7 separate regions of the Mus musculus genome follow, and all the other regions are linked to region 1. A link is a contact called in public Hi-C, HiChIP or PLAC-seq, Micro-C and promoter capture Hi-C data. All regions are on one chromosome and are shown on one strand. Each heading gives the region's core, a stretch centred on a gene start, on an enhancer-like site or on the middle of the called end of the contact. The rest is flanking DNA. Distances are from core to core; before and after follow the strand shown.

Region 1 (3,033 bases), core at 383-2,882:
ATGTATTAGCTATTTCTCCGAATTTTAGCTCATAGCATCAAAGATGTGTCACTTGCTATTTCTTCAGAGTATGCAAAAAAAAGCAATTACGTAAGGTGTATGATCACCAGTTTAACATTGAGAATCAATTAATAGATAGCTAACTACGACCTTCTACTCCTATGACACCCAGGCCTATACTACACAGCTGTCTAAGAGAAAACAGGAAGCTTAAAGAGAACAGGCCTTCAGACTTACTAAAGAATGAAAGCTAGCCCATAAAACCCACAAAATGTGTACGTTTGACTGTTTTCCTCCCTACATTAACAGCTACACTTTCTTCTGTTCCTCTGACCAACCAACCTGATTATGTTAGAAGTGGAGAAATGATTCCCTCTGGCTACCTGCGTGTGTTGGTCCCTTCTCTATTTCCCTGAAAGGAATAGTATGCGCCAACTGCGAAGCTCGAAGAAACAGCTCAAGCCCTGACTTTGTTATCTTAGAAGATAGACTTCCCTGATGTACCAAGAGCTCTGAAAAGAAGGGCATCAGGCCACCAGCAACCTACCAGCTGTCCCCAACTCCATCAGAAAGTCAAGTTCTCATAGCCAGATAAACAATGATTAAACTTACAAAACCGGAGCCAGATAAACGAATCAAACATAAAAAAAGCCGCAGCGAAGGGGAAAGGAACCCGCTGTGCCTACCTTGCAGTCCTCAGGACAGGACTTCACCGAGTACTCATCCGACTGTAAGTACTTATGCAGCACGCTTTCAAACTCTTCGTACTTCTCCTGAGCGTGGTGGTCGTAGTCCTGGTAAGCCTCGATGCACTGTCTACACGTGGTCATCTCACCGCCCTCCGTGAGCACCACGTCCAGACTGCAGTTCAAAGTACTGGGGCTGGACAGCCCCGAAAACAACTCCCAAAGTGTGTAGGAATTACAAAATGAAAGGTAAAAATCCGACAAGTTCCACAGCGGAGTTGGCCGAGAGCCCCTGGACGACTGCTCCTCCCCCGCGGCCGCCCCCCGACTCCAGTTCCTGGCGCACACAGCGTCCGCGCTCTCCACGGTGAAGCACTGGCCGGAGGAGGCGCCCTGGGGGTAACAAGTCTCTAGGCGCCACACCGGCTTGGCAGAGTTTCCTAGAAAAAGAGCCCTGCTCCGGTTGTTCTTGCCTCGGTTGCCCTTGCTGCCGCCGCCGCCTCCCGGGGAGGGGGGCAGGGTGGGGGACGAGGAGGCGGAGAGGAGTCTGTGTGCCTGGGCGGCGGGCGAGGACTCCCCCATGCTGGCCAGGAGCGCGGGCCAGGAGGGCTCCTGCTGTCGCTGCCTCTGCTGCTGTCGCTGCCGCTGCTGCTGTCGCTGCTGCTGCTGCTGCTGCTGTTGCTGCTGTTGCTGCTGCTGTTGCTGCTGTTGCTGCTGCTGTTGGTGATGCTCTTTGTCCCGGGTCCGGGTCAGCTTGGCCTCGGCGCAGAACCACAAGTGATCAGAGAGCAGGACTGTGAAAAACAAGAGAGAAGCCAGAGACAGTCGCCATTTCTGAGCCCGCTCTGAATCGATGAACGGTTTCTCGTTCTCCCGGGGTGCTGCCAACCAGATTTTTAAGCCGTCGTCATACTGCCGACACATCCAAGCACCCCTGGTCATATTTTGGGAACGCACAGCCCTGGCCGACTCCACCGTGAGGGCTCCTGTGCCGGTGTCACCACAATATGCATTGACTTAAAGGGTTTAATTTCCGTATCCCCTCCTCCCGTTTCTTCTCTCTCTCTCTCTCTCTCTCTCTCTCTCTCTCTCTCCCTACATAAATATTACCATACTTTGGAGGAAGATCTTGCTTCCGACCTAAGCATCAGCCGACCCCATCCCTTGAAGAGTGGGAGACAATAAGAGAGAGAGAGAGAGAGAGAGAGAGAGAGAGAGAGAGAGAGAGAGAGAGAGAGAGACGCGGAGGCTGGTGCTGTGCTGGCCGGTGGGGAGGCTGAGTGCGGGAGGTGATGGTGGTGGAGGTGGCTGGGTGGCTGGCGCTGCTCCTATCACCCCGGCATTGTCAGCGCGCGGGTCCCCATGGCCCAGCTGAGGACAGCCCGCTCTCCCCTGCCAGGGGCATGCCGCGTCTCTGCTGCCCACTGACGGCGACCGGAGCGCCTCCCCTCCTCCTCTCCTCCTCCTCTTCTCCTCCTCTTCCTCCTCCTTCCTCTCCGTCGCTGGCTTCTCCTCCGCCTCCCGCGCCTACTTCGCGCTGGCTCTCCCCGCGCCCCGAGCTTGGGCGGCCGCCGGCGGGGCTGTCCCTCCCCCCCACCCCCCACCCCGCGCTCCGACTGTCGCCGCGGCCGCTGCAGGTCTGCCCGCGGGCGCCGCCGGGGGCCGAGTCGCCTGCTCTGGGCCTCCCGAGGCCACAGTCATCTTCAGTCCCCGGGCTAAGTTGCCGCCATCTTCGTCCTGGAGGCACACTTTTTTGGGGGGAGCGCTGGATTTTGCGTCATCTCCTCCCGCCCCGAGGTCTCTCCATCCTGGTGCAGTGACAGCAGCTTGGCCCGGGGCGGAGGACGAAGACGCGCCCCGGCAGCTTGAAGACCCGCTGTCCACCGCCCCCTCCGGGTCCTGTACACCCAGGCTTTTGCCCAGGGGTTGCGATCCCTCCCCACTTTTTATTTCAGAGTCAAGACGTGGGCCGAGTGGCCAAGGCTGCTGACCTGGGTCTTCAGCTTCTCCTTAGGACCCCGCTGTCTAGGGGACAAGTCCCAGACACCAGAGGGCAGCTAAGAGGTCCCTGTTGGGGACTAGGGACTGGGTATCATTTCCCTCGCTAGACAATCTTCTGCAAGAGGAGGCTGATTAGAGGAGGGGCGAGGTGACTTTGCAGGCTCAGTCTGAACGCTTTTTGAGTCTCTAGAGAGCTCCACTGCGTTTGGGTTTTGTCCTAAATCGGTTTTATGGGTCAGAAAGGATGCGGGGTGTGTGCATCTGTGTGTCTGCCTACACGGTGCTGTTTAACCGACACTGTGTGTGTGCTGCAGCTGTGACCACACTGTACTCCATGTCTGACCAC
Region 2 (3,033 bases), core at 195-2,694, 510 kb before region 1:
GGGTTAGCTGAAGATGACTTGGTCTAAGAGTCTCCTTTCAAAGTGATTGTCCCAAAATTCTCTGCTGCTGCTAACACAGAATGATGTAAGACTACTTAAATAAAAATACATATATCTTAGTCTGCTTGTAAAGAAACTTGCTACTCTGGACACTATTCCTGATGATAAATGACCTAATGTCATATTTGAATGCAGTCTGCAATGGAAGGTCTCACCTTCCAATGACCTTTGTCTATAGTGGAAGGAGCCACTAATTAAGTGGTACCACACAGCCCTAGGAACACATTCCTTCCCACACCGAGGCATCTTCAGATGAGAATCTTTACTCCAGAAACTCCAGTGTTCTACAGCCACGGGCAAAGGGTTTATTTCTCATTTGTAGTAATTTACACAGAGTTTGCAACTGAACATTTTCTAGCCAGGGGAATAAGGTCTCCTTACTTAAATTAATTTTTAATTAATTTGCCCTTTTTAATCTGCTTGGATTAACATAAAAGAGAAAAAAGGGAAATAATTGGAATTGCTACAGAAAAATAATCTGTTTGTGACCCAGGACACAGTTCATGGGTAGAGCACGTGCCGTACATGCATGATGCCTTGGGTTCAATTCTCAAGATGGTACACTCAATTAGTCAATTCATTAACTAATCCATCATTTATTGGGTGACATGTATAATGGTAAAGTAGCAGATGAACCATTAGAAACGTGGTTATCATCTCTCATTCGATATCAACAGAGACAAATTTTAAGGTCAAAAGAAAAATTCTATTTACCTTAAAAGTGTATCCAGCATCATGAACTAAAATAAAATTTCTGAAATATACTGAGGCCAAATCTGTTTACTGTATTATCTTGTTCAATATGGGTAATGGAAAAACCCCACCGTGAATTTAGTCTGTATGGAATCCAACAGCACCTTAATGTTATTTAAATCCTAACAGCAGTGTGACTGGATGGTGGAGCCCTTAACATGTGAGGCTCCTGGTTTATCCCTAGTATCTTCTATTCTTACATACACAGAGGAAAGTACAACACAGAAATCACCTTTGAAAAGTCCTTAGTAAAATGATGTTAACATTAAAAAAAATGAAAATGCTGTCTCAAATACTAGGCAAAAGAATATTGTATATGAGTTAAATGTAAACTGGGCTCATAGCATCTGAAGGGGTGGGGGCTCCTGTCTCAGGTGGTACTCGGGAGATATCTGATATGTTATTGGGACTGAAAGGGAATTTAATTAATTCAATGTAGGAAAGAAAAGGCAATGATTGTGGAATGAGATTAGAACAGAGCAAGAGAGCTACAGATATTAAGAAATGACTCTGGAGCTTTGGACACACAGGCGGAAACATGAAACAAACAAAAGATCCACTTCCCCACCCTACCCCTGCCATTGTCTCTCTGAGGCCTGGACAAAGGCTGGCTGCAGTTTTGTGAAATGTGAGTCTGCTGGGTTGTCATCTGCTCACAGACAGGCTCAGAGAGGAAAGGAATAACAGAGTACCGTCGTCACCAGCTGGGCATTCTCCTGGAAACACGCACTTCCGAAGAGCATGATGCAAGACTGTGGCTGCCTATCAGATCCTCCACGGCCATCGTGGATGGGAACGGGCAGTGCCTCTAAATGGTGAAGTGAAAAAGAGTCAGGAAGAAGTTAAACCTGACTCCCTGAAGGGATGGGGTGACTGTTGGAACAATAGAAGGGGAAACAAAGGGAAATGGGAAGAAGATGTTTCGTGAGGGCTGTTACTGTATAATACCCGGGTGCTCTCTGAAGCAAGAATAGCAGGCTCAGAGTTCAGACCACAAGCTATCATTTCCATTGAGCCCTTGCTGGCTTAGTTATCCAAATGATTAAGGCTTACTCTGGGACTGCAGACAGCTCTTGGAAGTAATGCATTCACAAGCAAGTCAAGACTCAAGATTCCCTGTGGCCTAAAGACTAGTTAACCGGAGAACTTTTGAATTAATAGTCTTTCTTTCTTTCTTTCTTTCTTTCTTTCTTTCTTTCTTTCTTTCTTTCTTTCTTTCTTTCTTTCTTTCTTCCTTCCTTCCTTCCTTCCTTCCTTCCTTCCTTCCTTCCTTCCTTCCTTCCTTTCTTTCTTTCTTTCTTTGTTTCTTCTTCCCTCCCTCCCTTTTTCCTTCCTTCCTTCCTTCCTTTCTTTCTCCCTAGAGCTACCCCTACCCTCAAATGATACCTACCCATGTAGATACTTAATCATAGACTAATTTAGAGATAGAATCTAGCTCCTCTGTTATACCAGAGCTATTGCAAGTTCTCCATCACCCATTGTCCAATACAGGTAAATAACATTACCACCCCATGGGACATTCTAATGGACATTGGCGTTCCAGTTTAGTGAAGGAGGCTAGTGCAGGGGACTCTGCACACACAACTGAAAGTACAATTTTCTATCATGACAATATAAAACACTCAACCAGACAGCTTTCTAACAAATTAATATTATATTAATTAATGTGAATAAAGATACTGAACACAGGGTTTGCTTTAGGAAAGGCTAACAGGGGGACAGTAAAATACATAAGTATATATTTTGTTTCTCATTAATGCATGTTCATTAATGCAGTACAGGTTGCAAGCAGAAACTTCAGAACACTTCCTGGTCCAAGAGTTTTATTGCTGCTGTTTTGAGACAGGGTTTCTCATGTAGCCTTAGGTGTCCTGGAACTTCGTCTGTAGATCAGTCTACCCTTGAACTCATGTGCTTCTGCCTCCCAAGTGCTGGGGTTAAAGGTGCATGCCAACACCACCTGGCAGTCTAAGAATTTTTATTTAATTCCTATACAGAGAGAGAGAGAGTAATATTTCTGTCTATTTAAAAGTGTCAGTTAAGACTGCAAAAAAACCTTTTTATTCAAGTGGTTATCAAAGCAATTTTTGACATATTTAAAATTTATATATTTTTTTGTTTTGAGAATTTCATATGTGAGTCACATATTTACATCATTTCTACCCATTTCTCTTCCGTAAAATCCCTCCTTCATTCTCCGTCTCCCCTCAAACTTGTGAC
Region 3 (3,033 bases), core at 202-2,701, 470 kb before region 1:
AGGACAATGGCTGCTATGGAGGAAGGGAGGACAATGGCTGCTATGGAGGAGGGGAGGACAATGGCTGCTATGGAGGAAGGGAGGACAATGGCTGCTATGGAGGAAGGGAGGACAATGGCTGCTATGGAGGAAGGGAGGACAATGGCTGCTATGGAGGAAGGGAGGACAATGGCTGCTATGGAGGAAGGGAGGACAATGGCTGCTATGGAGGAAGGGAGGACAATGGCTGCTATGGAGGAAGGGAGGACAATGGCTGCTATGGAGGAAGGGAGGACAATGGCTGCTATGGAGGAAGGGAGGACAATGGCTGCTATGGAGGAAGGGAGGACAATGGCTGCTATGGAGGAAGGGAGGACAATGGCTGCTATGGAGGAAGGGAGGACAATGGCTGCTATGGAGGAAGGGAGGACAATGGCTGCTATGGAGGAAGGGAGGACAATGGCTGCTATGGAGGAAGGGAGGACAATGGCTGCTATGGAGGAAGGGAGGACAATGGCTGCTATGGAGGAAGGGAGGACAATGGCTGCTATGGAGGAAGGGAGGACAATGGCTGCTATGGAGGAAGGGAGGACAATGGCTGCTATGGAGGAAGGGAGGACAATGGCTGCTATGGAGGAGGGGAGGACAATGGCTGCTATGGAGGAAGGGAGGACAATGGCTGCTATGGAGGAAGGGAGGACAATGGCTGCTATGGAGGAAGGGAGGACAATGGCTGCTATGGAGGAAGGGAGGACAATGGCTGCTATGGAGGAGGGGAGGACAATGGCTGCTATGGAGGAGGGGAGGACAATGGCTGCTATGGAGGAAGGGAGGACAATGGCTGCTATGGAGGAAGGACAGGAACAGGCAGCAGCTGCTGGCTTTGTAAGTGAAGCACTGGGCTCTTGTGGTTTTGAGTGTCCATTTTTTTATATCACAGTCTTATTACTTTGTTTCCAGAATGAACTCTAAGGCCATGATGCTCACCCTCACCTGCAAAGATTCAGCCCTGTGTACTCGGGGGAGAATCATCTTAATCAATGCTTCCCAAAAGCACTTGCAGAAACCTCGGGTCTGATACAAGGCGACACTCTGAACTGTAAGTGTAAATTCTACAAGAAGCTGACTGAGGCCGTCAGAATGCCAGAGCTTGCAGGACCGAAGAGAAATGTTTGCCAAAATAACATTCTGAAAATTGTTGTGCGAAACTCAGTGGAAATTCAAAATAAACTGCTTAAGACAAACCACTGCAATTTGGCTCCGTGTCCAATTGCATATGCATTTCCTTATCTGATTTTTTTAAAAATGGATTAATTAAGCAAAAACAAAATTATGCAATATCAAATTAACATTAGTCTTGAAGACTATATTCTCTCTGCCAAAATTCATTTCTGGAGGAGAGCCTCTAGCATGCAGCTATGGTTTATGTGTGATCAATTCCTACGCTTGCTTTTCAATGTGTCAGAACAATGACTAGGGGATACACTGCCACAGTGCCACTGAAAGCAGTTAGGATTGAATTGTATATAGCTTATGTAGTGCTAAAACTTTACAGAATATATGGTGAATACTCATTACCACAGCTCCAAATCTGCTAAAGTGTGTCATGCTATACCCTAGGGGTGACTGGGTTAAAGACTGACTAAGCTAGGAACCAATATTGATGTTAAAAACAATACTTCTTTTCTAAGTTTTTATTTTTGGCATTAGTTTCTGCAACAGGTAGGAGTTTGCTTCAACACAGTACTTCACTCTGTGTGCAAACCCTCAAGGCTGATGCAGAGAACAAGAGTCTCTGAAGAGCTCAGCTCTAAATAGTACATCTCTATCACACTCTTCCTCCCAAGGCATGCAGGACATTGAACAAGAGGGCTGGACACAAGAGGCAGATCGAATGGACAACTGCAGCAGAATAGAATTTGCTGGAAGCAGCAGCTCTGTGGTTCACATGAACTTACAGCAGCAGGGATTGTGTGCACAAGACTTGCATCAGACCATGGCAGCCAAACCCAAGGATGGTGGAGAACCAGGTTCTGAAGTCCCATTCCTATCTGAGGAGCAGTTATTAACAATTTATGTCTGTTAAGGGATGCATTTGCTTCAGGGATGTAGGCACTGGGCAGCCACTTATGCCCAGCAGATGGCCCTACACCTTAAATGTATAGGCAGTAAGTGTACTCAATTTTGTTGTTGTTAAAGAAAGAAAGAACACATGAAGTAAGGAAGAAAAGGTGCTAAGAGGATAGGGTAAGACTTGGAGGCAAGGAAGTAGAATAGATTTGACACAAAGAGAGTATATGCATGTATGAACATGTATGAAAATATTGAAAAATAAAAATTAAATTGACATGAGATGAATTTGACCTGATGTTAAGATGCTGTTATTTTTGCAAGTGTTTATTAAGGATGAATTGGACAAAGTCTGTGGCCACAACAGCACCGAAAATGAAAGTCTGTGCTGAGGGCAGAGGAAACAACTGGGTAAAATATGAGTGAAATATAATCCTGGGGTTTCAAGAGCTGAGAGAAACGAGCTAGTGAGAATGAAAATGTGTACAGATTAGATATCAAGGTGGGACTTGGTCCTCTGAGCCAGGCTGGAGTCACCCACACAATGACAATGACTGGTGGCTGGTGGCCCCTCAGGTGACACTCAGGCTAAAGAGATTTGCAGTAAGTTAGAAAAATGAAGGCCCACATTGTTAGTCACAAGTCATTGCTGTCTGCATCAGAGTCTCATGTTGTGTCTCACTGATTAATAGGGCTGAGCTGGACATGCAAACGGTGCCTTGGCCACGTCTCCCGGATGCTCTAAGCCTGCATAGGATGCTTCTGGATGCCCCGATGTCATCAGGGCAGTTGATTCATTTCTCCTTTCAGTCTCTGTGGGAGGAATGACCATGCTTTTCCATACCCTTTTCAGTGTGTCTGTCCTTGGTGCTGACCACACATGAGGCATGAACTGGATGGGCCTTTGCTGGGTGCTTTAATGAGGACCTCGAGGATGGAAAGATATAGCATTTTCCTCCTCTCTCTCTCACATTAACATGGGGG
Region 4 (3,033 bases), core at 268-2,767, 410 kb before region 1:
CCTTTCACAGGGGTCACATATCAGATATCCTGCATACCAAATGTTTACATTACGACTCATAACAGTAGCACAATTACAATTATGAAGTAGCAATGAAAATAATTTTATGGTTGGTGGGTCACCACATCATGTGGAACCATACTAAAGGAAGCATCAGGAAGGTTGAGAGCCACTGCCATAAACTGTGTCAGAATAACAATGGCTGGCTTTTGCTTTAAAAGTTCTTAGCAAAAGGGAGTCTACCAAGGGTCTGAAATGGGATATTTGCCAAAAACAGTTTTCAAATGAATGCCATTCCACATGATCATGTGCCCTTTGGCACATGTCGCATGTACTCAGTACATATATGAGAGTACATATACATATACATATACATATACATATACATATACATATACATATACATATACATATACATATACATATACATATACTCAGTACATATATGCCCACATGTGGGTGATAGCCTCTAAGTAATCCATCTTTATTGATAACCCCAGCAGAAGGGAAGAGCTGAGCTCACGTCCTCAGCACTATACTGGATCTGCGGCTCTTCAGTACGGTGCGTTGTTGTTAGTTTCTGAATAATTTTAGATTTTACGGCAGAGTTGCTGGATCAATCGCTTCCTCCGACTCCTAATGTTGGTATCTTACATAACCACAGTTTGTCACAACTAAGAACAAGGACTAATGTAGCATTTTTAGCTCACAGTATTTTACTCCTACTGCTTCTGGGATGATCCCCACACCGGTGGTTCTGGGTGCCCCTTGTCCTGAGGCTCCTCCCACCTGCGAGACTGCTCCACGTTTTCCTGTCTTACTCACTCTGAGGTATGCTAGGTCACTTGCTAGAATAGAGTGATATTCACACTTTACAGGTCGACACTAAGAACCATCTTATCGTCTGAGGGCAGTCCACCTCGTTTTCCTTCCTCATGCATAAACTGTTTTGTAGTCCCTGTGATTCATCAGCTCTGGGCTAAGCGGCTGGTGTGAGTTCTGCTTTAGAGTGTAAACACTGTGTGAAGCAGACAGTAGGAAACTGCAAGGTCCAGGGGAATTGATTGCCCAGGTGCCCAAAGATAGCAGTGCAAGGTGGGGGTGGTCAATGACTACAAGGTATGGACATGGCGATGCAAGATGGACAGGTGCCACATGTTGGCCCTGCTGCGTTTCCTACAGGTTAAGATGCTACAGGTTAGTAGGTGTCCACATTCCAAGCCCTCCACGACCCCATTAAACTGTAAGGATCCTTTTTAGTGCATACCTACAGGACATCTGCAGCTTCTAAGCAGTGGCTCCACTCTGGAGAGAACAGCAGGCCCTGAAGCTCTGCACTGCTGCTCACAGCCTCCTGGAGGAAGAAATTGGCTGCTGATCTCCTCAACCCTTTCTTTAGGAATATAGCCATTGCTTTTATAATAAATAAGTAAGCGAGGCGCTCTTAGGTTATTTATAGCACCTAGTTTACCATGTCAGATTTCACCTCATTTGTAAGCTAAAGCTTTCCAGTAGTATTCAGCTGAACAAATTAGGATTCCACAGGCTTATTGAATTTACATAATAGCAGCCCCTGTATACACATTCATTTTGTGCATTTGACATGTAAGGGCTACCTTTGATCTTTTTTGTTTAATTCTAAAGCTATCAAAAGTATAAGTTTGGCATATACAGTGCCTCTACACGTTCCACAAGCAAATTACCTTTCTTTCTTCTTCTTCTTTTTTTTTTCCCAAAGGAAATAATTATGCCTTGCTAATGTGAAGTGTGTTTTCCAGGGATCACTACCACACTGGAAGGAGAAAAGTTCTGTTGTCTGGTGCTAGTAAGACACTTTGCCAGGAACATTTGTTGTTTCTATCCAGAAAACCCAACATCTGGGCTGTAAGAATAGTCCACTTTAAATTAAAGCTGCACTTCTGAGAACTCAGAAGCAATTATAAAATTAAGAACAGCCTGTCTACTTACCTGAGAGATAAATTTGTGAGTCATTTTTAATTCATTTTCTCCTTACAAGCACAAGGCCTTTGCTTTAGAATTATATTCTTTGCAAATGACACACTGCATGAACGCTCTGAGGCAGTGTCCCCACCTCTCCCGAGAATGAGATTGGCCTTCTCCTTGTGTTGTTCTGCAGAGATCTTGGGAGTTTATTAACAAAATAATGCAGTAATTACTAAAGTTTTAAAGGAACAAGTTATTTGTTATTTCCCTCCACAATTTGTCAATTTGTCTCTCTTTAGCAACTGAAAACCACAGGTGTTGTCCATTTACTAGTGAATAGATTATAATCTAATTAAGTACAGCTAAGCAATGCATTTCTCTCCTAGTCAGATACAGGTAATGTGAATATTCTATATTGATTTTTTTCTCAATTAGATATCCTCCATTTGCATGTAAATTCAATAAAAACAAAGCAAGCTGGACCTGCATGATAGAAAAAGAAGATTAAACACAAAGCAGACTGAATCCATCTGATAGAAAAAAGGGGAAGAAACTGAAGACAGTTGAGACATGTATTGTCGCCGTCCTTGCTAAGGCAGGTAGGTACCAAGGGAAAGCTGGTATCTACTGGTCACTGTGTGACTTGGCCTGAACCTGCTCTGGTTCATCTCCATCCTACATTGGCTGCTGAGTTTCTAGCAGGCCAATCGGTCCCTGAAAATCTGTCTGCCCATCTGTAGGAACATGATAACATCCATACCTGCCTTATATGGTTGTGCAAATCAAGTTATATAACCAAAGGAAAGTGAACAGTGGTGGTTTTGGCACAAATTAAGACCTAATTAAATGCTAGTTCTCATTCCCATCATAATTTCAAAAGTCCAAAGTTACATAAATGTATCTTATCTTATTAAAGCCCAACTGAAAATGAGAATTTCTTCTTAATTCTGCTCTAAATGCATGGTTTCTTAATTTAAATATACAGCATGTCTGTTGTGAAGCATGGTAAAAATTATTATTTTTTTTAATTCTTGAAAATTAATTACACTGAAAGCTCCTTTAAAATGACAGGTTTGGGCTGGTGAAAGC
Region 5 (3,033 bases), core at 307-2,806, 370 kb before region 1:
CCACTCCCCACCAAGGATCAGCAGAACAATCTATTCACACCAAACACATCCATTTTGTGGGAGAACTGGATTCAATTATGCTTGAAAAACAATTAGAGGTAGAAGAAGAAAGGGAGGAATGGAGGTGACTCTCAGTTTAAATTCTGAACAGACGTTTGGGCTTACTTTAGATTTCTATTTCCCATAAACATTAGGACCCTATAGTTAAATAGAGTTCAACTTGAGTGCTTCCAAATGAAATAAAAAAACTGAATAGTAAATGAGATCTCTTTTGATATTGGAAGCGCTTCGACTTTTTTGCACATGTTTATAATCAGCAATGGCAATAAAGGGTTTTCAATTGTAAAAAGAGCAAATGAATACAATTAATCATCACGCTGTCTTACCTAGATATTTAATTTGTTTAGATAATTTCTAAAATGGGTATTTTTCAAATACATCCATGTATATATTGTATATTGGTAACTTAACTCTACAAAAGGAATGTTTCTTTGTGTCCTAAGAGAAAGAAGTCAATGAAGCCATGATTATGCTACTTATATAATGTAAAACATTACATATTTCACTTTTCATCATGAAGTCAGATACTCGCCTCTAGCAAAAGTGAACTCTGCTAAAGCTTGCAAGTCTTGGACGCTGTTCCTAGAGAGTTTATAGCTGTCAACTAAGATCATGATGGCTGTCACCAAGAAGGTGACAACTGCATTTATGCCTTCATCTAGAGATGACAGTGTCTCCTTAGGGTTTCTAATAGAATCTGCTCAATACATCAAAGGTAGGCTGTTATCCCAAACTCACAATCCCTTCTTACTGTTGTTCTTACTGCAAGCCAAGAGAAACAGGCAGATAATAACTCACCAAATGTCCCCTGTTTTTCTTCAGTACCTGAACAAAAGTACATCTCAAAAGACAAGTAGACTTGAAGATACGTTTGAGACCTTGAGGGATACTGTAAGTACAGGAGGCAGAAGATACATCACGGACATATGGTGATAGAAGCTTAGGTTGGTCAGAGAGATGCCATTGATACTGTATGGTTCACCAACTGGAATACTAGGTAGCTGCTGGCATTGCATACCTCCTTGGGCCCTCTGAGATGAAGAAAATCTTGCTGACGTCTACTTATTATCTTACTGAAGCTTAACTGGGCCTTTTGGCCTGAGAACTACACAGTAAGAAAATGACCACGAGCGGTGGTTTGTTACAGCGGTCATGGGGAAACTAATAAAGGAACGCTCTCCCCTGAGCCCTGTCAGTTTTATTCACACATAGGATGAGGCTCCATGGATCTCTGCCCTGGGAAACAGGAACATACTGATACATGCTTTTTCAACAGATTTAAATGAAGGAAGCCCAATTCAGAACTAGTAACAAAGTTACTAGAGTGGTTCTAGTAACAAAGTTACTAGAGTGGTTCTAGTAACACGAGCAGGTTGTGGGAGGCCATGGGTCAGAGGCAGGAGGGGCTGCAAAGCTTGTAAGTCTCGCTCTGTCTGCTCTGCAGTGCAGGCTGTGGCCTCTGGTGGTGCAGTGTAGAATTTTCCACTTCCCTGGTGGGAAAAACCCATTTTCTAAAGCAGGTCTCTTTCACCACCAGAAGCTGCTATTTCAACGTGATCAAACCAACCTGAGTCTTTGAAAACATTTTTTCTTCTGTATTTTTCTCTGATGATAGGGAAGAGAATCACAAGATAGTGTGGGGACTGTACGAATGAATCCCGCCCTCGGCTTTCCCAATGCTGAATCCACCTCAGCGTTGTTGCCTCTGACTGAAAATCTACAGCAGTCTCACATTAAATCTCTGAAAAAATAAATCTTGGAATCCTAATAGCATTTTGAGCTTTGAAATTACTCTGGAATGGCAATCAATTATTATTATGAGTTTATTTAAGACACATGTATAATCCTGCATATCTGCCAAAGCTTTAGAGCAATTTTATATGCTGGATATCAATCTTCAAATTATTTCCCTGCAAGATGTTTTGTTGCAAAACTGGTCTGTGCTGTGTGCTTAGGATGCTCTCCTCAGGTCTCCTGAACCACAGCCTTTCCCTGCTGCTGCTGTTATGTAACTAAAGTCTGTCTCCATTACCATGAGCATGTTGGATGAATTATACAGAGAACAGTCTTACTGCATCGCTCACATCAGGGGACGTCCATTACTAACAACACCGAGTTCAGTCTTTGTATAACCTGATGTCTGCTAAGTTTCTCCATTACAGGTTATTTCCCCCTCTGTAATTAATAGATACCCTATGGGAAGATACTCTGAGGCCACAAAGACATCTTGCTCTTCACACAGAGAGCTATGCAGTTTGGCATTCCTGAGTGCTAATTGTCTGACACACTTGTTAGTGGCAGCTCCTCAGTGGTGGCTTTCTGTTCCCTTGCCTGTTCCCTAACTGAGTTCTACAGTGATGACAGATGAGATCAATATCCTTATGATCAGTACAGATGATGGAAAGGGAGATGTGCATACTGACATCTAGAGGGGCCTTAAAGGGAAAACTGCAATTGAAATGGAAACTACCTATTTCTTTCTATTTTATGAGACACCCCTTGTCCCCGCAAGCTTCTAGTAGCCATCTCTGCTCAAACTGAATAAGCTGGAGGCCTGATGGCTTTTCATTTCTTATCTGACATGAATTGCCATGGAGACAATAATAATAACTAAGATGTGACGGATGCTGCCACTTCACCAGGAATCATTACGTAGAGGATTTTACCGGAACGTCTAAGTGTCAGTATGACACAGGAACATTTCCCTCCTTACTATGAAGACAAGAATAATGCAGTCAATTACAGTTTTAGTATTTTATATCATGCCTCAAACCCCTCCTTACCACTCTATACTACTACTAAGAATTTCTGCTACTTACAGAGCAATCCCTATAAATTTAAAGCTCTGACACCAATGATTTAAGAACCATTACCTCATGTGCAGAGTATGTAAGACATTTCAAAGAATGCTTAGATGCTTACTCACATGTCCTATTAGCTTAATTACACAGCTAGCAGTTTACTTAACAGTTA
Region 6 (3,033 bases), core at 321-2,820, 340 kb before region 1:
ACTAATGGTCTTTCAGAATCACATGCATACCTTCTACTCCTTTTGGTCTCTGTGAAGGAGGATGGGGTGGGCCATGTGCTAACCTCGAAAGTGATGTGAAATTCAAAGAAATTTAGACTCAAGTAATTCGGTTTCACAAAAGAACAACAACTGAAAAACATCTCATTATCAGAGGGGTTACTTTTTTCATCACCTGAATACGGAAAGATAAACAGTCTTAAGTCAAGTGGGATGACAGAGCGCTCACATTTGTAGCCCTGGTAAGCTTATTATATATTTGAGGACCAGAGGTCAGTCAAGGCTGACTGAATGGACCAGGGCTATACAGCTAATGAGTAGTGGGTGAGCTGAGATCTGAACCAAGGCATGCTGTCGCAGTACAAACACTGCAGATGCCCGCCTCCCTGTCGCTTCAGCTTATCATTAACTGAATCATTCTTTCATCCAAATCTCATTATTTTGTCATTATATAAATCTTCCTAGCATATCAGCCTCACAGTATTTTTGACTTCACTAAAAATCATATAAATTACCACATTTGCAGGATGAATTGGGCCCAAAGTACATTTATACTATAAGACAGTAACATTTTTATTCTGGACCAAAGGGAAATTTTAAAGAATACAAATAATGATAACATGAGATCATGTGATTACTAAAATTCTGATGAATTTTTTTTTTCACTGAAAGTGGTATCCCTGTAGAATGCCTACATTTAAACAAAATACACTTATAAAAGCTTTTTTTAACTCCTTTGGTTAGTAATATTGCGTTAGAAGTGCAGCTTGAGACAGACCACACCAAGCCAAACAGTTCCATGTGAGGTTTATTGTAGGAAGAAAGGGCAGAGGTGGCAGCGGAGAAGGAGGAGAGGATGAGAGAGCCAGGGGTCGGAGGGGTCTTCCTTTTATTTGGATAGTGATATAGCTGTTCACAGGTGAAGGTGGGAGGTGAGCCAAGTGGATTCTGGGAATATGGTGGTGGTTGCCTTGGCAACAGATGTGCTGGTCACTGTCACCTAGGTGTGATGTCACTGGGTTCAGAGCCAATCCTGGTATCAACAAATATCACTATAGTCTGTTTATAAAAAAAAAATTCAGAAGAAAAAATGAAACTAGAAAGCTTGCATCATCTGATGCTGGAACTACAGTGTATGTTACAGTGAAGGTGAAGGAAGACTTAGTCTTCCCAGACATTTAAAGGGAAACTAAGTCCTCCCAGTCAGCCACAGGCGTTCTAGGGATACACCTGTGTTTTGAGGCTGAATATTTTGTGAATTGATAAGGTTAACCTAATCTGAAAGTCCCTGAAAACTGTGATACATTGAAATGCTGAGTCACTTGTGGTCACCAGTAAACACCTCAGTAGACATAACCAACAATACCTCACTCTTAGAGTTCTTCCGAACTCTAGCATAAGAAGTAAGGAAATCCAGCCTTGTGTCCCCTCACATTTCAGCATGTTATTATTATGTAAACACTATTATCTTAAGCCAACAAAGCATAGAAACAGATCCTCAGAGCTGAGTCTGGAGCTGGTCTTGTGATCCTGCGTGGCATGAGCTCTGAAGCATCTATTGCATAAAAGGCTGTGTCCCGGGAGGACAGGAGATGACTCTGACATGCTGCCTTCAGCCCAGGCTCGGGGGAGTGAGATTCCAAGGAAGACATGATGAGAGGGCTGGAAGAATAGATGGGCTCCATCTAATTAAGAGCTGGCAATGCTCCCAGAGGGTGTGGTATTTGAAGGGCCACCAGGAGCCGAGATGTTTGGCTTCCTTTTCCCGTGTCATCTGACACATTCTTACCTAAGGACACCATAGAATGTCAGGGGCCTGAGTACAGGCAGAGATGCTGACATCATCAAAAATGTCCCACTGCTGGCAATTCTGCTCTCTGCACCAAACCGGTTAACACAGTGTAATGAATTGTCCTGATGTCAACGTTCCTAAGCCATGGTGAAAGATACGCGAGCGAACACTAATCTACAATAAATGCATTCTGATTAAAAAAAAAAAACCACCCAGTTTACAAAACATATAAAACACTACAGCATGGAGAGCCCTCTCTAATCCTTTGAAGGCTTTGTGAGGAATAAACTGACCGCCCTTGACAAAGAGGAAATTCTGTCTCCAGGCGGCGGCCTTTGGACTTGTTTTTCCCAGTCTCTAGCTTGCTGACCTCCAGCTTCGGAGTGTTGGACCTGATGTCTCCACAGTTGCATGAGGCAATTTGCCTGCTGATCATGCCCCTTTGGAGAACTCTGACCAACACAGTTAATGAGAGTGTCACACTTCAGTAAGAAAATTTCCATAATATACTTCTATGTGTACAGTGGAGAATAAAATAAATAAAAAAAAAAAAGAAGAAGAAGAAGAAGAAGAAGAAGAAGAAGAAGAAGAAGAAGCAACAACCCAGGTAGAGTATGGGGATGATTCAAAGAACATAAACGTCAGGAGGAGGAGAGAGAACCTGCACTGGATGCAGGTGTGAGTCACAGGACCTGAGAAAAGCCCCTGGCTTTTAAGCTGTTCAGTTAATAAAAATGGCACATTCAACATTGCCCAGTGTAATCATGGGAAGTGACCTTGAGCGTCTCTCGGGTGAGCATGGGAAATGGTTGGAGGTCACATGTTCCAGAAAAATCGGGGAGCTTTGACAGTCAAAGGATATGTGTAGAATAATCCCAAGGAAACCACTCTGCAAAGTTCCCTATAAAAAATAATGTCAAAAATGAACTAATTGGCCAGGCGTATTGGTTCAGATCTGTAATTCCAACTGAGACAGGAGGGTGGCAGGTCTGAGGACAGCTTGAGCTGCAGACCAAGTTTAAATACAGCCTGTACAACTGAGCAAGTCCCTAGTATGTACAAAGTCTAGGGTTCGATTTGTAGCACCATAAAAAAGTTTATGCATCTATATGGCAATCTCCTTTCCTCTAAATGTGACTCCATGTTCCTGCCTCAGATCAGGGTCCTCAGCCCTGGGGGACTTCCCTGGTTGCAGACTGGAGTGTGTACTAAGCATACTCCTG
Region 7 (3,033 bases), core at 204-2,703, 320 kb before region 1:
TTATCGAGACATTATTCACACACAGTGCAGTTTGCTGGTTTAAGTTATGATTCAACAGTTGACATATCTGTGTGACTGTCATTGAATTTAAATTTTAGGATATACTGATCAAGCCTTCCAGATAACATTTGTCTGCCTGGTACAGATGTAAGTCACCTGCTAGGGGGACAGACAGATTATCTGTTGCTTTGCTTATGTCTCTATTTCCTGTCCCAGAGAAGTATGATGGTAAAATCATACTCATGTGTGTGTCTTGGGATTAACTTCTTTCAATTTGGCAGTATTGCCAAGATCTATCCATTTTGTAGCTAGGAACTTCATTCCATATCATATTCATGCCTTTATGCCCTCTTCAATAATCTCCATTACTCATGTTGCTACAATAGTCCTTCATAATTTCTATTGCTTCCACTTTTGACTATAATAAATAAAATAGTATTGCTGTAAACATTTGTTTAAAACTTTTCAATGCAGTTGTATCCTTTCCATTTTTTGGGGTATATTGTAAAGTATTTTGGGGTATATTTCTGGGTGGTTGTAGCTTTGAAAATAGATACTAAAAATTTATCACACGTTTGGAATGTTATCAGGAAAGTTAACATGTCTGAGTGTTCTAGCATGAGGGAAGAAAGAAACTGGAGTTCTTGGGTCATCAGTTTCTAAATGAGTGAGTTCTCTTTTCCTGAAGGTTATAAAACAACAACAAAAAGTAGCCCCTTCCAACCCTGAGTCAGGGTATAGAGAACATGAAGTCATCTATCCAAGGGGAGACTATTATTCTGATATAAAATAGAATTTTATGCTAAGCTGTGTGGGCTCAAGCATTTTTGTAGATGCCTGGGTTTTTTGTTTTTTGTTTGTTTTTTTTTTTTCATGATAGAGGAAAGAAGGTTATATAAGAAAAAAAATCAGCACAGGCCACTCAAGTAGGGCACAGATTTAAAACAAACATCCTGTGCCTCTCTGTTTTATCTTAAGCTTGTCACACATATTTAAAACATACAACCTGTCTCTGTGTTCCTTACCTTAATCTGGGCATAAATATCTTAGATTTAAGTTCCCCAAAAGAAAGGGACAGTGGAAATGCTCAACAGAGAGGTCTACAGGGCTAGTCAAATTCTGTCTTAATATGAGCAATTTACTATAAATTCATGTTGGTTGATCCTTAAATTGTCTTACTTTCTTGATTCTATTTAAAATATATATACCCTATTGGGTTTATTGAAATATATGCAGAAACATTAGAATCCATTGTTGGGCAGATCATCAAGAATCAGGTTAGTGGGGGAGAGGTGGACAGCTGTCCTAACAAGGGTATAAAACATGACACAAATGGACTGGATGTTCTCAGGATGCACTACCCACTCATGCCCATGTCTGAGCCGTTTCCCACACCACCCACTCTGGGTGCTACTGTCTCATTGGAAATCCTACTTTGTACAATAAAAAGAGATTAGCCCGAGGATTAGGAAAAACAGAAATAATATCTACTGTGCGGTGCTATTTAAAAATGCATCCATCATGACTCACCATATTGGAAAGTTTTGCATGACTGTTCGGCTCTGGGTGGGAACACGGGAGGCACTCTAGCTGTTTTCTGTGACACTCTAGAGCAGTGGATCTCACCCTTCCTTATGCTGCGCCCATTTAATACAGTTCCTCGTGTGGCTGTGGTGACCCCCAGCCACAAGATTATTTTCATTACTGCTTCGTAACTATATCTTTGCTACTGTTATGACTTGTAATGTAAACATATGTGTTTTCCAATGGTCTTAGGTCATTCTTGTGAAAGGGTCCCTCGACCCTCAAATGGGTTGTGGCCTGGCCTTCAGGATGAGAAATGGTTGGCCGAGGGGGTAAACATCCCAGAAAATTCTACACAGTCTCTGAAATATTCAAAGCATTAGAGCAGTTTACAATCTGCCTGTGTAATAATGAATATTAGAATCTTTGAGGTTGGTCATAAATGCTTCAAGCAAATAAGCAACAGAAGGAGATTACTAATATTTAACATGGTAATGCATATCAATAGTGCATATATTAATATATTTGTATACCAGTTGCATAATGTAATATAATACACTTGAAATTGTAATAGTTGAGTCATTGATTAAAATACTAATGAACTAAAGTCATTTCAATGATAAAGCATGAGTTGAGCTATCTGAATGGTAGGTGCCATGACACTCATCAGCTCTGATTTCTTTAGCAAATCCATTCATCTCACAAATTCTGTATTTTCATCAATACTAGAAGGTGGGATGAGTTAACTGTTTCACAAAAATAGTAAAATGCAGACACAGGTATCTTGATCTCATCACCTTTTGAGTTAATTCTGCTTTTCCTATAACAGTTTGTGAAAAAGGCCCCAGATCAGGTAAACATTTAAAGGAAGAAGCTGGCTGGAGCATGGTTACATCTGGTCCCAGAGATGGTTTGAGTTAATTGCCAAGTTGACACAAATCTATAATCATCTGGGAATTCTCAGTGAGAGATTTTGTAGATGAACTGGCCTGTGGGCATATTCTGGGAGATTTTCTTGGTTACATTAATTGATGTGGGAAACCCAAGCCCACCTTGGGCAGTGCCATTTCCTAGGCATGGGGATCCTATCCCATATAGAGGGGGCTGAGAACTGACAGGTGTGCTAGTGTTTCTCTCTACTCTGGAGATGGGACTCAGCTGCTTCAAGTTCCTTGCAAGAATGGACTGTAACCTGGAACAAGCCTTCCTCCCATAAATTGCTTTTTGTCAGGGCATTTTATCACACTGACAGAAATGAAACTAGGACAGACGTAAATGTCACAAATCTCCAAGAGCAGACCAACCACAACAGCCTCAAAAACGAAGAACAGAAGGAAACAACTAAAAAGCAAAGAGCCTAACAACTTCTGTGCTCAACCTCAGACTTAGATTATGAAGGATTTAATTTTTTTGTTAGAGAGTGTCACGATTACCATGAAAATCAGCACAGCATGAAAAGCGAGTGATTATTTTCAGATTATACTTTAACAAATTAGATTTTAGATTTAT

Evidence for each region. Promoter capture Hi-C pulls out the DNA fragments that hold promoters and counts their contacts. Hi-C and Micro-C count contacts between places; a contact is called where the count stands out from the background. HiChIP or PLAC-seq counts read pairs in DNA pulled down with a chosen protein or histone mark.
Region 2: an H3K4me3 HiChIP or PLAC-seq map of forebrain shows a contact between it and region 1, with 10 times the contacts expected there. The contact joins the enhancer-like site here to the promoter of Fam155a in region 1. A contact is called at or near these places in 3 of 39 promoter capture datasets (cranial neural crest, frontonasal cranial neural crest and second pharyngeal arch cranial neural crest), 8 of 115 datasets of contacts at active chromatin or transcription factors (VIP interneurons, astrocytes, differentiating embryonic stem cells and 5 more) and 1 of 9 other capture datasets (pancreatic islet).
Region 3: a contact with region 1 is called in a Hi-C map of cortical neurons, with 3 times the contacts expected there. The contact joins the enhancer-like site here to the promoter of Fam155a in region 1. A contact is called at or near these places in 12 of 39 promoter capture datasets (the 3T3-L1 cell line, the HPC-7 cell line, cranial neural crest and 7 more), 3 of 484 Hi-C or Micro-C datasets (cortical neurons and nephron progenitors), 7 of 115 datasets of contacts at active chromatin or transcription factors (VIP interneurons, embryonic basal ganglia, embryonic forebrain and 4 more) and 1 of 9 other capture datasets (embryonic stem cells).
Region 4: a contact with region 1 is called in an H3K4me3 HiChIP or PLAC-seq map of forebrain, with 6 times the contacts expected there. The contact joins the enhancer-like site here to the promoter of Fam155a in region 1. A contact is called at or near these places in 12 of 39 promoter capture datasets (cranial neural crest, embryonic stem cells, frontonasal cranial neural crest and 6 more), 9 of 115 datasets of contacts at active chromatin or transcription factors (VIP interneurons, embryonic basal ganglia, embryonic forebrain and 6 more) and 3 of 9 other capture datasets (adipose tissue, embryonic stem cells and pancreatic islet).
Region 5: a promoter capture Hi-C map of hippocampal neurons shows a contact between it and region 1, with 8 times the contacts expected there. The contact joins the enhancer-like site here to the promoter of Fam155a in region 1. A contact is called at or near these places in 7 of 39 promoter capture datasets (cranial neural crest, embryonic stem cells, hippocampal neurons and 3 more), 8 of 115 datasets of contacts at active chromatin or transcription factors (embryonic basal ganglia, embryonic forebrain, embryonic hindbrain and 5 more) and 2 of 9 other capture datasets (adipose tissue and pancreatic islet).
Region 6: a Micro-C map of the AtT-20 cell line shows a contact between it and region 1, with 2.9 times the contacts expected there. The contact joins the enhancer-like site here to the promoter of Fam155a in region 1. A contact is called at or near these places in 5 of 39 promoter capture datasets (3T3-L1-derived adipocytes, cranial neural crest, embryonic stem cells and 2 more), 3 of 484 Hi-C or Micro-C datasets (the AtT-20 cell line and cortical neurons), 6 of 115 datasets of contacts at active chromatin or transcription factors (SST interneurons, VIP interneurons, embryonic forebrain and 3 more) and 2 of 9 other capture datasets (adipose tissue and pancreatic islet).
Region 7: a contact with region 1 is called in a promoter capture Hi-C map of hippocampal neurons, with 9 times the contacts expected there. The contact joins the enhancer-like site here to the promoter of Fam155a in region 1. A contact is called at or near these places in 9 of 39 promoter capture datasets (3T3-L1-derived adipocytes, cranial neural crest, embryonic stem cells and 5 more), 9 of 484 Hi-C or Micro-C datasets (brain, cerebellar granule neurons, cerebellum and 3 more), 8 of 115 datasets of contacts at active chromatin or transcription factors (SST interneurons, VIP interneurons, embryonic forebrain and 5 more) and 1 of 9 other capture datasets (pancreatic islet).

Annotation. Positions count from the first base shown.
Region 1 is chr8:9,769,391-9,772,423 of GRCm38.p6, forward strand. It overlaps Fam155a (family with sequence similarity 155, member A), which reads right to left and starts at 1,633. Exons shown (of 3, transcript NM_173446.2): 1 at 687-1,633. The coding sequence starts at 1,628.
Region 2 is chr8:9,260,212-9,263,244 of GRCm38.p6, forward strand. The region is part of intron 1 of Fam155a (family with sequence similarity 155, member A); the gene reads right to left. Among named protein-coding and RNA genes, the nearest start is that of Gm39128, 94 kb to the left of the region's middle. Within about 2 kb of position 1,445, at least 9 of the 459 cell types and tissues checked have an H3K27ac peak or open chromatin away from gene starts, as enhancers often do. A contact at or near this core is called in VIP interneurons, where this site is marked.
Region 3 is chr8:9,296,825-9,299,857 of GRCm38.p6, forward strand. All of the region lies in intron 1 of Fam155a (family with sequence similarity 155, member A), which reads right to left. Among named protein-coding and RNA genes, the nearest start is that of Gm39128, 130 kb to the left of the region's middle. Within about 2 kb of position 1,452, at least 3 of the 459 cell types and tissues checked have an H3K27ac peak or open chromatin away from gene starts, as enhancers often do. A contact at or near this core is called in cortical neurons, where this site is marked.
Region 4 is chr8:9,362,029-9,365,061 of GRCm38.p6, forward strand. The region is part of intron 1 of Fam155a (family with sequence similarity 155, member A); the gene reads right to left. Among named protein-coding and RNA genes, the nearest start is that of Gm39128, 200 kb to the left of the region's middle. Within about 2 kb of position 1,518, at least 3 of the 459 cell types and tissues checked have an H3K27ac peak or open chromatin away from gene starts, as enhancers often do. A contact at or near this core is called in forebrain, where this site is marked.
Region 5 is chr8:9,396,700-9,399,732 of GRCm38.p6, forward strand. The region is part of intron 1 of Fam155a (family with sequence similarity 155, member A); the gene reads right to left. Among named protein-coding and RNA genes, the nearest start is that of Gm39128, 230 kb to the left of the region's middle. Within about 2 kb of position 1,557, at least 13 of the 459 cell types and tissues checked have an H3K27ac peak or open chromatin away from gene starts, as enhancers often do. A contact at or near this core is called in hippocampal neurons, where this site is marked.
Region 6 is chr8:9,430,986-9,434,018 of GRCm38.p6, forward strand. All of the region lies in intron 1 of Fam155a (family with sequence similarity 155, member A), which reads right to left. Among named protein-coding and RNA genes, the nearest start is that of Gm39128, 260 kb to the left of the region's middle. Within about 2 kb of position 1,571, at least 4 of the 459 cell types and tissues checked have an H3K27ac peak or open chromatin away from gene starts, as enhancers often do. A contact at or near this core is called in the AtT-20 cell line, where this site is marked.
Region 7 is chr8:9,452,543-9,455,575 of GRCm38.p6, forward strand. All of the region lies in intron 1 of Fam155a (family with sequence similarity 155, member A), which reads right to left. Among named protein-coding and RNA genes, the nearest start is that of Gm39128, 290 kb to the left of the region's middle. Within about 2 kb of position 1,454, at least 2 of the 459 cell types and tissues checked have an H3K27ac peak or open chromatin away from gene starts, as enhancers often do. A contact at or near this core is called in hippocampal neurons, where this site is marked.